Linked DNA regions of Rattus norvegicus: region 2 is linked to region 1. The links are chromatin contacts, called in public Hi-C maps. All regions are on one chromosome and are shown on one strand. Each heading gives the region's core, a stretch centred on a gene start, on an enhancer-like site or on the middle of the called end of the contact. The rest is flanking DNA. Distances are from core to core; before and after follow the strand shown. Region 1 overlaps Mdfic (MyoD family inhibitor domain containing). Region 2 has its middle 210 kb from the start of Mdfic.

Evidence for each region. Hi-C and Micro-C count contacts between places; a contact is called where the count stands out from the background.
Region 2: a contact with region 1 is called in a Hi-C map of liver, with 5 times the contacts expected there. The contact joins two enhancer-like sites. A contact is called at or near these places in 2 of 12 Hi-C or Micro-C datasets (kidney and liver).

What each region holds. Positions count from the first base shown.
Region 1 is chr4:45,008,574-45,013,490 of GRCr8, reverse strand. The region is part of intron 4 of Mdfic (MyoD family inhibitor domain containing); the gene reads right to left. Among named protein-coding and RNA genes, the nearest start is that of Mdfic, 73 kb to the right of the region's middle. Within about 2 kb of position 2,225, at least 15 of the 93 cell types and tissues checked have an H3K27ac peak or open chromatin away from gene starts, as enhancers often do. A contact at or near this core is called in liver, where this site is marked.
Region 2 is chr4:45,141,349-45,145,863 of GRCr8, reverse strand. No RefSeq gene overlaps it. Among named protein-coding and RNA genes, the nearest start is that of Mdfic, 210 kb to the right of the region's middle. Within about 2 kb of position 2,978, at least 1 of the 93 cell types and tissues checked has an H3K27ac peak or open chromatin away from gene starts, as enhancers often do. A contact at or near this core is called in liver, where this site is marked.

The sequences.
Region 1 (4,917 bases), core at 976-3,475:
TCAAACAATTAAACTGACCAATTTCAGCAACATTTCAATGAGAACAAATGCAATTCCTAATTTTATACTAGGTAGAATGTTTAAATTTCAAGAATGAGAAAGGAAATTCCTAAACCAGAGTCATTTCACTAGAACACTGAGCATAGAGATTCTTTATATATGAGTCATAAAATATGCTTAGGAAGAACTATTTGTGTCTGATAAATCTATCAAAAATATAAAGAGGACAGAATGTTTGTCCCACTGAACATTATAACTAGATGCCAAACATGGCGTGGTCCTTGCCTGTAATCCTAGTATTTAGGAGACTGAGGTAGGTGGGTGGCAATAGGTTCCAGGTCAGCATGGGCTACATAGTGAGGCCCACTCTCAAATAGAAGGCAAAATAAAACAAACAAACAAAAGATACTTCATTGACTGAGGGAAAAAAGAGTGAATTTTAATATCTACTTGTGCTCTTTACTTCATGAGACTGGAATCATCCTGCATGAAGTCCAGTGAAAAGTACATTTTTCTCAGAGGACATGAGGTTTGAATTCTATGGTTCGTTTTCCTGCTGTGAGGCATCTTAGTTGATGAACACACCAGATCTGATTTATCCTCACAAATCTCTAAACATTCGGATTGCTTGTGGAGTTCTGCTTGACTAAAAATTGCTTTTAGGGAAAACTGCAAACAAGTTCCTGAGAACACATATGCTAAAGAGGGGGAACACGGATGCTAAATAAGTAGTTGTAGGGAATCAGGGTTAGGGTATTGTATACGTTTAATATTATTGGGAAATGGAATTGAAAATTTTCCCCCAAAGCAACTGCCCCGTTGTTTATCCTAACAAAGCAAGAGATTGTCCACATCTTTATCAGTCATTGAAACTGTCTCACTTGGTCACATGACAAGTCATTGAATTTGACACCGAACCCCTAGAGAGGTGTATTTTTGCATTTGCTAATACAGACTGTCCTCATTTCTGTTGACTGTTCAAGTTTTCTCTTCATTGAAATGCATTCTCACTGAGTTCATACTGTTTCCATGTTTGCACTTTTCCCTCATTGATTAGTATACAAGTTTTATAAATTCAGACTACAATCCTATTGTGAAATGAGATGGACTGCTCAGTGTTGAACGTGTGTTAGCTAAAATAAAGCAACAGAACGGAGAACTGACCTAATCTTTAGACGTCGAGCATTTGAGGTCCTGGGGGCTAAAGCTAGTCAAATCTCAGAGCAGCTGTAGATATGGCACTACATGGCCAAGGCAGTGAAGTGCCTAAGACAAAATGAGAAAACAAGGAAAGAAGAGTAGCAAATATTACTAAGATTTGGTAGAAGAATAAACTGATCATTTTCAGGGTTTCTGCTTTACTAACAAGTACCTAAAGAAGCTACACATCAAAACTGTGATGATTACAATGACATCAGATATCTACACAAGCGCGTTCATTTTCTACTTACTCTCCATAGAGAAATAGAAGAAAGGACCCCTACATCCTACCATATCAATTACGCAGTTGTATTTATTACTTGCCAAAAAAAATTTTTTTTGCTTTTTTTGTTCTCAGAATTATGACTCAGCACAATGAAAAGCTTATAGACACAGAGAACAAAGATGTGTTACAGACGTAGTGCTTACCGTGTCTAGAGGAGTCAGAGACCACGTTAGGGTGGCAGAGACATGTGAAGCAAAAATGAATTGTAAGAATTGTCATGGCAGTGTGGTAGAGCAGGCTAGGGAGACCCACACTAGGGATCTGGAGGCAGAAAGAGCAGGATTTCCAGAGCAGCCCTGGCATTAGAGAACAATGCCTCAAACCAACAAACAAAAGACAGCAAAAGAGGAAGGAAACTCAGGTTGTGGTAGCATATATTATAATGACAAAGAAGGAGTGTCAAGAATTTAAGGCGAGGCTGGGCTGCACCGAGAGTCTCTATCTAAAAAGAAAAGAAAAGAAGGAAGGAAGGAAGGAAGAAAAGAAAAAAAAAAACAAAACTAAACAAAAAATCCAAAATAAACAAACCAAATTTGGGAAGAAAAGTAGAGAAACAAAGTTTAAAAAAGATGAACTCTGCCTGTATGTGGTTCACGTTAAAAAAAAAAAAATTCCTTTTCCCTAGGTCCTTGAGGTTTTCAGCTTTTATGGGTTTTATTTAGTCATGATTTGCAGTTTTTACCAAAACTGTTTAACCTTTAAGAAGCCAACTGGGTTCTGGGAAGGATGCCTAGCCTAAACTGGGCCAAGCAAGAATTGTGCAATTCAGTGTACTGAGAGGCGGACTCAGCAGAAGACTGACAGCTACTGTAACTTTAGGAAAAACAGAGGAACGGGAGGCAGGAAAGAGCTTAGAAGGACACATCAAAAGAGATCGTTAGCAGGACTTTTGACTTTAAAAGCATCAGCAAATAAAAGAAAAACATACCATTATGAATTAGTACAGTCACAGTCCCAAGCCAAGGTCACCACTTGCAAAGCCGGTGCTGCAGCCCATCTGAAAGGCTTGCAGCCCCATCCCACCCCTAAGGTAACTACGCAAACCATAAACAGCCCCTTAGCCACTAGAAGAAATTGTCTGTGACTGATCTCAGGAGCTCTGCCTGTTTTGTTGAAAATGAAACGGAAGGTTCTGTTTGGGAGAACAGCCAGTTGATAATGAAAGCATCCCCGATTGATTTGTCCCATCAGTATGTTGCCAAACGCACTAGGAAATATCGACATCAAGGAGGAAATCTGTTAGAGCAAAGAGTTGATCAAGTGCCATCAAGAAACAATATGAGTGATACACTCAGGTCTATATGATACACAGTCTTTTTCTTTCATTTCTTCCTCATAAGATGTGGTATGACAGGTACTCTTAATTTCTTGGAACGAAGATACCCGACACAGGAAGTGGAATACAGGAGTGGGCAGGAAGCAGAAAATTCTCAGAATCACCCACAACCCATTTTTGAGTGAAGAAAGATGAGTATGCCTCTTATCTTGACTAATCTATAATAGTTTCCTATGACTTAAAGTGTTGAACGTACTTTTCCTTTCTGGGTAACGAGCATGCAAATGAGTTGCTGAAGAGCAAAAAGGTACATTAGCATTGGGCAAGCCATGGTAAGCGGTGCTAGATGTCAGCTTGCAGAGGGCTACATCATTAAGGTTTGAGAGCACTGCTTTGGGATCAGTGTTATCAGTGGGGTAAAGAGGACCCAGAGTTATTCTCTGCTCCGTGGTGGTGGGTGTACACTACACAGGGGCGGGGGCCTGACTGGGCAGTGCATCCCTGAGGTCAGATATGACATCACTGACCCCAGAAATTGCATCACTACCTTTGCTGCTTCTTAATAGAGAATGGAAAAGTAGGCCAGAGGTCAGTTTTACTTCTGCCAAGTTTCAGCTACAATAGCTGAATGTCTACCCTTTGCAAAAATCTAGCTGGTCAGGCCGGACACGAGCATCTTCCAGAGAGTTCTGCTTTTCAAGTACGTGCAGTGTGCGTGGGTAAGGCATCTTTATGAATTCTGCACAGTAGCTCAGCTTCAGGCAGATGCCCAACTCAAGACAGGAGCTGTACAACGTTCCTGGCCCCTAGCTGTAGACCGACCACCTGCCTGAGAAACAGACCTGGAGGTCACCGCCTACACAGAGCCTCTGGCATATGGCCGTCCCTAGGGCTCTGGGCCATGGCTAGAAAACAGAGGCAACATTTTCCTAATGGAGAAGAAAGTGAGCTAGGGCAGGAGGTTTTTTTTTTTCTTTCAGAAAGTTAGTGAAGAGTTAGATTTTCCATGCAGAGATGACTTTGGGGAAATGAACAACCGTCTTCATTACCATCTTCCTCCTCAACAAGTTCAGAAAAACCACCCTGTCCTGCACCCACCAAGGGACTCCTCAGTGGCTTCGATGCCCCATATCCAAACCCTGGGACCCACCTGGTCCAATGGAGAGGTTATTGTAGGTCACAGGCAGATAGCCTGGCGTTGTGTTCCCCCCACCCCGTCCCGGTCTTTCTTCTGTTGCCAGCATTGTACACAGCTAATGCACAAAGTATTCCAAGCTCTCCCAGATTTGATCCAGAACTTGGTCTCAACTACAACACTCATCCAAGAAGTCTGTTTAAAGTGTCATTTTACAGTTGAGGAAGACAACATTTATATCAGAGAAATTATTGTTTCATAGAAATTTAACATAGAAATCTGAACAGGCAATGGTACCTCAGGTATTAGATATGTCTCTATGAATCTCAACATTTTCATTTTTTATTTATTGAGTATAATATGTGATGTGAATTTGAGCTAAAGGTTTTTTTTTGTTTTGTTTTGTTTTGTTTTTTTGGCACAGTATACATGGAGGTGAGGACAACTTACTGGGATCGTTTCTGTCCACTAAGCATGTGAGTCCTAGGGGTTAAACTCAGGTCACCCGGCTTGGAGGAAACCCACCTTTAGGTCCTGAGCCATCTTGCTGCCTCAGAGATACTTACCTAGTACATTTTCCATGTAAAGTTAAGTCAATATCTGAGTTGAGAGTCGCTAAAATATCAGTGATGCAAATTATAGCCAAGTGTTCACTGAGTCATTCCCACTTAAGATAGCAAATCTGATAGAATGTCATTGTCCTCAGGGACATGATGAACACTATGAAAATATGGAATTAACGGGTGTCACCTGCTAAGTACTAGTAGTGTGATGATTGTGGTGATGGTGGTTGTGATGGTAGATGTTATGGTGGTTATGGAAGTGGTTGGTGGTGGTTGTGGTGGTGGTTGTAGTCTGTGGTTGTGATGGTTGTGGTGGTGGTGGTTGTGGTGGTGGTTATAGTGGTGGGTTGTGGTGGTTGTAGTGGTGGTGGTAGTAGTATTTGTGGTTTTGGTGGTGGTGGTGGTGGTAATGGTGGTGGTGGTGTTGGTGGTGGTGATGGTGGTAGTATTTGTGGTT
Region 2 (4,515 bases), core at 1,729-4,228, 130 kb before region 1:
CTGCTGCTCAGTCTTCCTGTCAGGATTCAGGCTTTTGGGTTTGTGATCATTTTTGAGCTAGCCTTGGCTAGCATCTGGAGTTATGTTCCCCTTTGGTCAGCTTATATGTGGCCTTGCCTATTTACAAGAAATAGTGTAGCAAGATGTTCTTTCAAATAGACTCTGACTGATCTCCAGCTCTTCACACAGTTCTTCAAAAGCTTTAGTTGAGTTCCAAAACAGTATGACTTCTTCATCCTCTTCCTACTGCAAAATTGAATAAAGGCATGCATGTCAAGATTTAAGAAGATTCTGGACTGATCACTGGACTTCTCTAAACACAATTCTAAAAGCCTGTATATATAGAGAGTATTCAGCAAGAATTTTCTCTGTATCAAAATATCTACTCCCTTAGAAGACAAGAAAGAATACAAATTCATAAATAGTAGAAGAGTCACCAACTGCCTGGTTTGTTGGCACTCAGTGTGCATTTGGTATAAATCTGATGATACCTACTGTCAAAAATTAGCACATATATTGAAAAGGCTTTTCTTAGGTCTTCTGTTTGAAATTTCCTATGTTTTTAATATCAAACTTGATAGGGTGGGGCACCATCCCTTCCAGTTATAGGAATGATATTAGCCTGTTTTTTTTTTCAGACTGTCTGTTTCCTGGAGTCTGTTGAACTGCTTAAACAGATGAGCCTCCCTTAGGCCTCCTTGCTCTGCTGCAGTGGCAGCTGAAGAACCAGATTCAGATCCTCTTCAGTCTAATGACAGGGGATGAATGGCGTTTTGGCAATAAACATACCCCACATCTGAGGCCATGATTTTAGAATGAGTGGATCAGGCCATCCAAGTTTACTTTATAGTTCTATGAACATGTGTTTTCATTTTGTTCAACCCTTTGAGTGTGCCACTATCAGAACTAACTCTCAAATTTAAACCCTCCTTTTTAAAAATGCAATTGTCAACAGGACATGAATTGGCACTTTTCACATAAAAAGTGCTCTTGCTTTAATAATTCCATCCTTGCATGGAGGAATGAGCATTGGATTTGGAGTGCTTAAGTGATAACACCTTCCTTTTTTTCTCAGACCTTCCATCTCTAGAGTATTTTATGTTGCTCTAGCTATACCCGATTATTATTTTCAGTATCTCATTCCTCGCTTTAGTATAAAAGTATCAATGTTTCCCACTACAATCTACATACCCATACCAGATACAAGACCCTTTTCCTTCCTGCAGTTACAGACCATGCCTCAGAGGTGGCATAACTATTATGCCTGCCTAGAATTCTCTTCTCACAGGCATCACCATGGCTCCTCCCCTCCTCCTCTTTTCCCTCCTTTTCTTCTTTATAAGAAAGGCTTTCCTTAACCATGCATTGAAAAATGTTATCCACACATAGTATTCTATCTTGTCCCTTCCTTTAGTTCTTGCCTCTTAAATCAATCTAACCTAATGAATGTTTTTACTTTTCTTGCATTTTTGTTAGATAATCCCTTGAAGTAAAAGAGTACATTTGCATATGGAATTTTAGGCAACTTAGAAGGGTTTTAGTGTACATAAAATATCAGTAATCCCAATTTTTTCTGACAGTAGGTTGCTGTGACCATTAAATAGATAATACAGAATACATAAATGACTTTCCCTGATATGACATTCCTGGCACATACTCTTATAAATATTATGTAGCATGCTTCCCTTCTTAATCTGTAAAGTGGAAATGGTAGCACCCGTTACCTGCCGTGAGTGATTCGTGGCTGTCAAAGATAAACTGGGACTATTCACTGAGTTGAGAGGAGGGAAGGACTTTGAAGATGCAATTAAGCTAAAGATCCTGAAATAAGATTATCCTGGACTATCTGAGTAGGTTCTAAATTAAATGACAACTGTACTGTTAAGACTTATGTGGGATAAAAACTACAGGGGACAGGAGCCGCCAAAGTGACAGGAAGAGGTCAGGGTGAGGTAACTCCACCTTAATCATCCTGGGATCCCCCCCCCAAAAAAAAAACAGAAGATACCAAGAAAAACACTCTCTCAGAGCCAGAAGTACCGTACACTTGGCTGGATTTGGGTATTTTAGATTCAGGAGGTAGGAGGTATGGTATCATGAGTTTTCACTGTTGTAAGTTTCCAGAGACATGATAATTTGTTATGGAAGTCTTTATTATTACAGCTATAAGACTCTAACACATTATCTAGTAGAATCACTGTGAAGAGAGAAGAAGGTGATATGTGATCAACTCCTAGTGATAACATAATGAACAAATAAGCAATCGTCATTGTTGTGATTGTTATCAACCAAATTCCAACTTGCTTTCAATATGGAGTGACTCAAAGAATTCCATGGAAGAGGAGGCAGAAAGAGTGAGTGTTAGAGCCAGATGGAATGAAGGTCACCAGGGACACAAGGCTCTCGAAGTGAACTGAGCAAGGCTCAGATGAACTAGAGAGAGTGACGCAGCAAGAACAGCAGAACATATATGCATATGTATGTATATTATCTTGGGGCTCTTTTCCTTCTGTTGGTTTCCCTTTTCTAACTTCACTGTGATGCCTTTTATTTTGTCTTATTATATTTCATTTTCTTACATTTTGTTTTTTCTCTTTGTAGCCTGTTCCTTTCTAATGAGAGGTGGGAACAAAACAGATATCGAGAGAGGGGACATGGAGAGGAACTGGGAGGAGTAGAGGGTGGGGAAACTGTAATCAGGATATATTGTATGAGAAAAGAATCCATTTTTAGTAAAAGAGAAAGAATTTTTTAAATCTTAGTTAAATAATACACGGAGTCACAAGTTCTCCAATTTGGTTAACATCATAAAGTACAGCAACCTCTCATTTTGGCTAAGTTTTCCTTTTCAACTTTAAGCTAATTTGTTTTCCTTTCAGTGTTATACAGCAATGTCTGTAGGGCTTTATTGCCCTGTTGACAACTTTTACTGTATCTGTGGTTCTAGGCCCCAAGATTCCAGAGCAAAGGGCACTAGAGCAAAGTGAGTGTACATTGTCTTCTGATGTTCCAAAACACACATTAACGTCAGTCTGAAAGTTTAGTAAGCTTATCCATTCTGTTTGTTTCTTCCAAAGTGTTTTAAATTCCCAGAATCACCATTTTATGAATTTATTGTAACACCTAGAGCAATGTTTTGGAGATATTGCTTTTAAACCTGCACTCTAACAGTATCTCTCAGTGATAAGCTTAAATGAGGAATTGTCTCCTTTATCAGTGTGTGTCATGCAGAATAAATAACTTTCTAAGGTACTTTCTAGCCACAAACTGCTCCTAGCTATGCTCTGCAGCCTTCTACAAACCATCCAGGTCATCCTCGTGCGGATGACCATTTTGCCCTGCCTGCTCAGGACTGTGGCCTGGTATTTTAGGGAAGCACCCAATTAATTGGTTAAAAAAGAACAAAGCAACTCAAAGCATGACAATTGAGCCACAGAGCTGAACCACAGGTGCACACCGGGGGAAGAAGTGCTATGCGAGGCATCTTCTTCACCTTCCAGTCAGGAGGCATTGCCCTGAGCTCTCCATCCAATAAAGCCTTTTGGGGGGAAAGTGAGGAAGGAGGGAAAGCAGAGAGTAAATCACTGACCTCCTGATTCTCAGGAGGCCAGGATTACGGTAAGAGAGAAAATCAATCAGGGAGTTGCTCCATTTCTACTTCCTTATTAGAAAAGGACCACACAGAGTGAGCATCGGTTAACACAGTACAACTGTGAAAACAAGATGTTGGCAGGACGGAGAGGTGTGAGCAGGAAGGTGAGGAGGGCATATTTGGAAGTAGTCCACCTCATTTTCCCTGGGAATAGTTGGTGAGCCAGTAACATAAATCAAGAGAACGCTTCAAAACATTCATTATCTTTGAGGATCATTTATTATGTATGTCTGAGGCCAGCTTGGTACGGTATGAAAGAATAAGTCGGTGTGTAGTCAGAGGGCTTGAACTACTAAGAATTGAAAGTACACGTTGACTCTTTTTTACAAAAAAAAAAAATTAACCACTATTGAGCAATACATTTCAAAATCATTTTGAATAAATAAAATTCCAGAAGGCTTTGGTTCTTTCTAAAATGGTCTAAAGCCAAAGAGAGTGGTAGAATATAAATTTTTGAGTAGATTGCTTAACTTTATTTAGAAAGCAAGACTTAATTCCTTTCCTGACTAAAATAGTATTTGTCGTCGAAGAGTGTAGCATCTTTTACCTCTGTATAAATAGAAGTGACTTCAGCTAGATGCTAAATTAGTAAGGAAAGAATTTATCTTTATAAGGGTTTCTGTTAATGTTTCACAATTCTCTACAAAGGTCAGTAAAAGTCATGGTGGTGGGTGTCTACATACACAGCATGGATGACAATTCTCCCTTAAACTAGTGAACAAAAACAAAATATCAGGATTCAGATGCAAGTATTGTCTATTTTAACAGGTAAACATTAGCTTTGGAAGAACAAATGGAATGTTCTTAACAAGTTTGGCAACATGAGTGGAAACTGTTATTCATGCTCTATTTTTTTTTCTGAA